2 separate regions of the Anas platyrhynchos genome follow, and region 1 is linked to region 2. A link is a contact called in public Hi-C data. All regions are on one chromosome and are shown on one strand. Each heading gives the region's core, a stretch centred on a gene start, on an enhancer-like site or on the middle of the called end of the contact. The rest is flanking DNA. Distances are from core to core; before and after follow the strand shown.

Evidence for each region. Hi-C and Micro-C count contacts between places; a contact is called where the count stands out from the background.
Region 1: a contact with region 2 is called in a Hi-C map of liver, with 5 times the contacts expected there. The contact joins two enhancer-like sites. A contact is called at or near these places in 4 of 8 Hi-C or Micro-C datasets (F1 follicle, liver, skeletal muscle and 1 more).

Annotation. Positions count from the first base shown.
Region 1 is chr1:21,764,112-21,767,039 of IASCAAS_PekinDuck_T2T, forward strand. No RefSeq gene overlaps it. Among named protein-coding and RNA genes, the nearest start is that of PLXNB2, 60 kb to the left of the region's middle. Within about 2 kb of position 1,625, at least 2 of the 8 cell types and tissues checked have an H3K27ac peak or open chromatin away from gene starts, as enhancers often do.
Region 2 is chr1:21,414,476-21,417,433 of IASCAAS_PekinDuck_T2T, forward strand. No RefSeq gene overlaps it. Among named protein-coding and RNA genes, the nearest start is that of MAPK11, 28 kb to the left of the region's middle. Within about 2 kb of position 1,451, at least 4 of the 8 cell types and tissues checked have an H3K27ac peak or open chromatin away from gene starts, as enhancers often do.

The DNA of each region.
Region 1 (2,928 bases), core at 375-2,874, 350 kb after region 2:
ATGGAAGAAGCAGTCCATAACATTCTCTGTCCAACGGTAGCTTAATAGCACTGGAGTGTATTTCAGGGAATTCCCAAATGTTATGTGGAGAAAGGACAGGAAGTATCAAAGCCAAGCCATCTGATTTGTTTCATTTAATCACTTGTGTGTGTGTGTGTGTCTCCATGTGTGTTCCTAGAACAGTATTTTCAGCAAGAGATAGAAGGAATAGAAATGCAGAAGATTTTTACTTTCTGTTACATCTGAAGAGATGACCCATTGCCCAAGCATGGCAGATGCAAAGGGATGCAATCATTCTTTTGTCTGTAAACTCAGGTGGTCATGATGGGCTTACTGCACTCCTGCTGTATTCAGATGTCTAGGAAATGGATTTTAGGGTTGTAACTCTCCTCTGGCTGTTCTACAGATCCAAATATGCCCAAGGAGTAGGCACTGCTGCAGATCAAAGACATAGAGGAGTTGCAAGGTACATTGTTCTTTTGGTAGAACATCCATGAAGCCATGCTCACCCTGTATAGCTGCCTTCAACTGAGGTTTAAACCCTTGGTATTTACTGAGTCCTACAAAAGTAGCTTTACCTTACTGATGCCAGAAAGTGCAATTTCAGCTAGCATGATTATAGCTCAGAAAGCAAAGGCCAGACTCAGTCTGAAATAAGTCAGAAGAGTTATGTCTACTGTCACCTAAATGAATTTGGCCTCAAATACTCAAAGAAAGTATTACACAAAGAGCCAGAGTGGATCATATGCTCATTACGCATGGCTTCCATTATATAGTAGGCATATTTCCTTCAGGTACTCTTATACACAAGCTGTGGATGCTCAGTTTTTTGGCAGCATAACTACTTGGAAATGTCCCATGCTGTTTGATAAGCCCCAGATGGTAACCAGATGGCTACATATAACTCTTTGGAAGTGCTGCTGCAGACTAGGAGTAAGAAACCCAAGTAAGTCTACAAACATCTCCCTCTCTTTCCCATAACTTCTATTAATAAGGAGTAAAGATTACCATAGTGTATCCCCATTGATAAATGATGGTAGATGATGTGGGTTTTGCAGATCATTCTCCTATTTCATGAGAAACAAAAACACTGACCCAGACTCCGGGCATTTCCTATGGTGACTTGTTTGGTATACCCTACTTTGTCAAACTGGAGACAGTTTTAAACTTGAAATTGCTGTCAAAATCCAGAATATTATTCTATCTTCATGCTTTCTAAGACTTTAGTAATATAGCAAACTCTGCTTCATTTACTCCCTTTCTAAGAGCTCTCCTTTAGACCAACTTAGGAGACATCCATTTTTAAGGGGAAAGGTACACTCTCATGTGCTAATCTCCTAACAGATGATATGCAGGCAAGTAACACGCAGGCAAACCCAGTTTTTGGAAATCTTGGCTCTGACATCAATGCTTAGCTCTCAAGAGGATTTCTGTACAAAGGCTTACCCAAGCTCCAGAGATGCAAACAGAGGACTAACCATCTTGATGTTTGTTAGTTGCATCTCTTCCTAAACCAGAATTACAAAAGAGTAACATTTGTTCTACAGTACTTTTCCAGACACTGTGTGTTTACGGTAAGAAAGAGAAGTTACAGGACAGTGATGATTCACACCACCATGGTATTTTCCAGCCACATGCAAAGACAAGGTAATGATTCAACTGCTTCTTCCAGTCACGCACCAGGAACTTATAGTAGAATTTGAGCCAAGTTTTTTTTTTTTTTTTTTCACTTCTCATATCCATTGGCTGCCCGTAGTCATCTCTCAGTCACCACACTCCTCTCTAAACATAACAAAAAGGCCTCTTATTAGGCAGAAAGGCTGAAATATGGTTTAGCATAACCTGTAATACCAGACATCTTTCTCCCTCTCTCACACATTGTTTTAGTTTGCAGTCAAGGGAAACATGCTGATGGAAGATTTAGAGATATAAATGAGGCCTGGAGTATTTACACATTGCTACTTTAATATTGCTACATTGTCACAAAAAGTTAACACACCTCATTTTCTAGTTGTGTGGAAATACTGTGTTTTTATAGGAATTTCTTTTGGGAAGTTCTTTGTAAGAATTTGTTTGGCTCCAGATGGATATCTTCTCACCATATTAGTATTTCCCAGTGTTGGTCACCAATTTACTGTGAACTTTTGTTTTACCTTTGTTTAGAGCCTATTATACAATCATTACTTCTGTATTATAAAACACCATAAAATAACTTCCCAATTGATACCTGACACAAACGTTCAAACATAATCTGAATTTAATAGTATTAAAGCTTCTCAGCATCAAACTCTATTGCTCCATGAGACAAAAATCAAATTATTTTCAGCTCTATAGACAAAGGATACATTATGTTGGTTTGTAGTTAAACACATCAGACATTTATTAGGGACAAAAACAATTACATGAGATATTGCACGTGCATTGACAGAAGGACGTACGTGTATGCATGCATGAAGGAGATACAAGGCAGAGAGGCAAAAGGATAGAAGGGGGACATCTGTGATGGGTAATAGATTAAAATACAGGAAAAAAAGCTGCCACTCAGAATGAGAACCAAGATTTTGCTTTAAATATCATAGCTGTCATTTTGATGGTAGAAGAACCCATTGCAGTTACATTCATAGAAGCTTTAGTCTTCACTAGGAGTTCACCAAGATTTAGTCGAATGCTATTATTTTTATGATTTGGTGTTTTGAAACTGTTTATTCTGTCAATGAATTTCTGTCAAAAAGTGCATTACTCTGTCAATACTCTATTGTTAATATTGCATGTTTTAATGATTTCTAACCTGTCTTGAATATTTGTTCTCTGGGTGTTTCTCATTGCCATACATGAGAAAATTTGGATTTTTATGTGGTTTAAACTGTTCAGACTTATTAAGAACACAACAGAATCAAGAACAGGGAAAATCCAAAACAGCTTTGGGAA
Region 2 (2,958 bases), core at 201-2,700:
GATTTATCTAATAATACTTAAATAAATATAAGTCTATTGACTTTTAAGCTGTGAATTGAGACCTCTAGGTGATGTATGTTCTACCTGCATAAGTTGAAGAAAAAATGTTTTTGCCAAGAAACATGTCTTCACTTTAAAAATCATATGAACAAAATGCTCTTAACATACAAGTTGCTTAATGAGGTGGAATTGCCAAGACATTAATGTACATCTTCAATTTTTTCCTTCATTATGTGGGGTTTATATAACCTAATTGCTCCCCAGCCATGCAGTGCTATATAAGCTGTTTCAGTAAAATGTTCACAACTACTCAGGTCTGCTATTCAGAGCACAGAACTTCAGAGTTGTAAAGTAGCTTCTAGGGAAGGCTCGTCTGCCTAAAAATAGGTCACAGCAATGAGGTTGCAATTGTGCTTTAAAAAGTTTGTCAGAAATGATTACAAGCCCTGATAGAGCCCCGGATAAGGAAGCGGGATTCATCAGCACTTGACGTACAACAGCCATATTGTTTAGGTGAATACAAAACCAATATGTTAGTGCATCACTTGTGAAGTTTATTTCTCATGAAAATATGAGATTATAGAATTATCTGTCACACACAGAAACAGGTAATGTGGCCTCACATCTGACAGACCATGGTCAGGCTAGAAGTTAGTGACAGCACAGCTGATGCTAGAGCATGCATAGTTTCATAAAATAGTTACAGTAGTTCATCTGTCTCTCTCTCTCTCTTTTCATTCCATAGGGTGCAAAAATAAATGATTTCATTCCTTCTTTAAGAGTCTGTTTATAACTCAAGATCTGTTTACAGTTGCAGGGCTGGCCCTGTGCTTTTAGCAGCATCCTGGCCTGGAAGGGAGCATCCCGGTGGTGAAGGGAGACGGGCAGGCTTGCAGAGAGCGTCACTGGAGAAATCCTAATCATGCCACATCCTCATTAAATAGCGCTTGGCTGTTTCCTAACAGCAGCTCAAGGGGGTTTCTGAGAGCTGCAGCCCTTCCTGACCCACGGCTCGGCGTGCCGATGAATGCCTCGATGTATTTTAGGCGCTTCCTCTGCATGCGCTGGAGCAAGAGGGGACACAAAAGGTCAAAGCAGCCTGCTCTGAGAGGCTCCAGCTAATTAGAGGAATTGTGGGAACTGGAAACCCTGACCTTTCACTATAAATCTTCATTGTTGTTACCCAATCGTCTGATTTGGGGTCAGGAAGTGCGGGGCTGCTCAGCCCAAGGGGGGTGCACCACAGACTTGTTTTCCATCCTCTGCCTGCCCCACCGTGCGTGACACCTCTCCTGCCTTCCTCCCGGCCTCGGCTGCCACCAGCCTCCCCTCAGGGCCCTTCACCGGGGCAAGGAGCACCAGGAGGCGATTTTGGGGCGAAACCAGGCGGTGTGGAGGCCGGGAGCCGCTAGGGGGCCCTCGGAGCCCACGAAAGCCGTCGGCCGCTGGCGCCGCCATGGCTGCGCCGCCGGGCCCGAGCGGGGCACGGGTTTCCCTCCGCCGCCACCTCAAACCCGGCCGAGGGGGGCTCTGTGCTTTTATTTATAAACACGGAATTTTTAGTGCTGAACATGGAAAGGCTTCTGAGCGTGCTGGAGCGTGTTCCCACACGCCGGGTTTCCTCCTTCAGCGCCTGACCCCAGGAGCAGCGCAGCAGGGCTCGCCTTCGGGCTCCATGCTCTGCTCCAACAAACTCCTCTGGCCCCACGCCTGGGCTTCCTGCAAATACTGTGACAAACGAGTTACTGGCATGGATGGATGCTGGACAAGCACATGGTGCGATCGCCTCGAAATCTCTCGGCACCACCAAATTTTATTTTTCTGGAAGGCGGTCACTGGCTGCAGTGCAAAAGCGTTTTTAACTTACTGACCTGAGCGTGACGTACCTGGCACCACAGAAACTTTAAGTAACTTGGGATTTTTTATTTCACTCAAGCAATGCAGCCTTAGTTTGCCTGCTTTTCAGTTTGGCAGGAGAGAGAAACATTTCTGGGGAAAGAATGAAGCTAATTGATCCACTTGTTTATGAGGGCGGCCATCAGTAATATTTATCTGCTTGCAGCATTTCTGCTGTCTCTGCTGGAGGGGAATTCTAGCCAGGGGAGTTTGGAGAGTATGCACAGTTTATTCTATTCATTTTTAAAATATTTATACAGTCTGTGTGCTACTCATTAGAGAAAACAGCAAAACCAGAATGAACCCCAAAGCAGTTTGAATGAGTGCAATAGGACAGAAACTAGCACTGGCTTGCTTTTGTGACCAAGGTCAAAAGGAGAATCTGGAGGGAAATAGTATATAAATGTTTCAAAATTTAGTAATTTTATTATTATTATTTATTATTATTTTTTTAGCATTAAGCTAAGGCTTCAGGGAACTGACGCAGCTTTTCTGATAGGAGTGATTTAATGTCAGAAATCTAAGATAAAACTGGGTTTGTGTGGGAGGGAAGTAGATGGAGGCTTAGATGAAGAACATTTCTTATAAATGAGGACAACTGAACAGAATGGAAGCAAAGACCCACTTGTGATGGTTGTGGTTCTTCTGAAATACTGAGCTTTTTCTGTGAAGGCAAAGGAAAAACATTCTAATTAATTAGATTTATTTACAGCAACTGGATTTGGGATCAAAATAATTACCTCGAGACTGAAGCGCAGCTGCAACACACATTCCAGATGTGAAATGTAGCACTGTTTCGCAGCTGACCCGATTTTCTGATTTTCAATCCAGAATTGGTTAGGATTGATAAATGAATAAATTCATAGTGTCCTCTGAATGTATCCAATGCAAAGATGCTGTCACACTCCCCAAATAACCAGATGTGTTTTGGGGACAAACAGGGGAGCAGCTTCCTGCCAAATACAAAAATCAGCCTGAGAAAGGTCATCTGCTTGTTTGTGGGTGGTAGGAAACTGCTGCCCCAGGGCATGTATGCTCACAAGATCTTAATTTGTGTTGCTG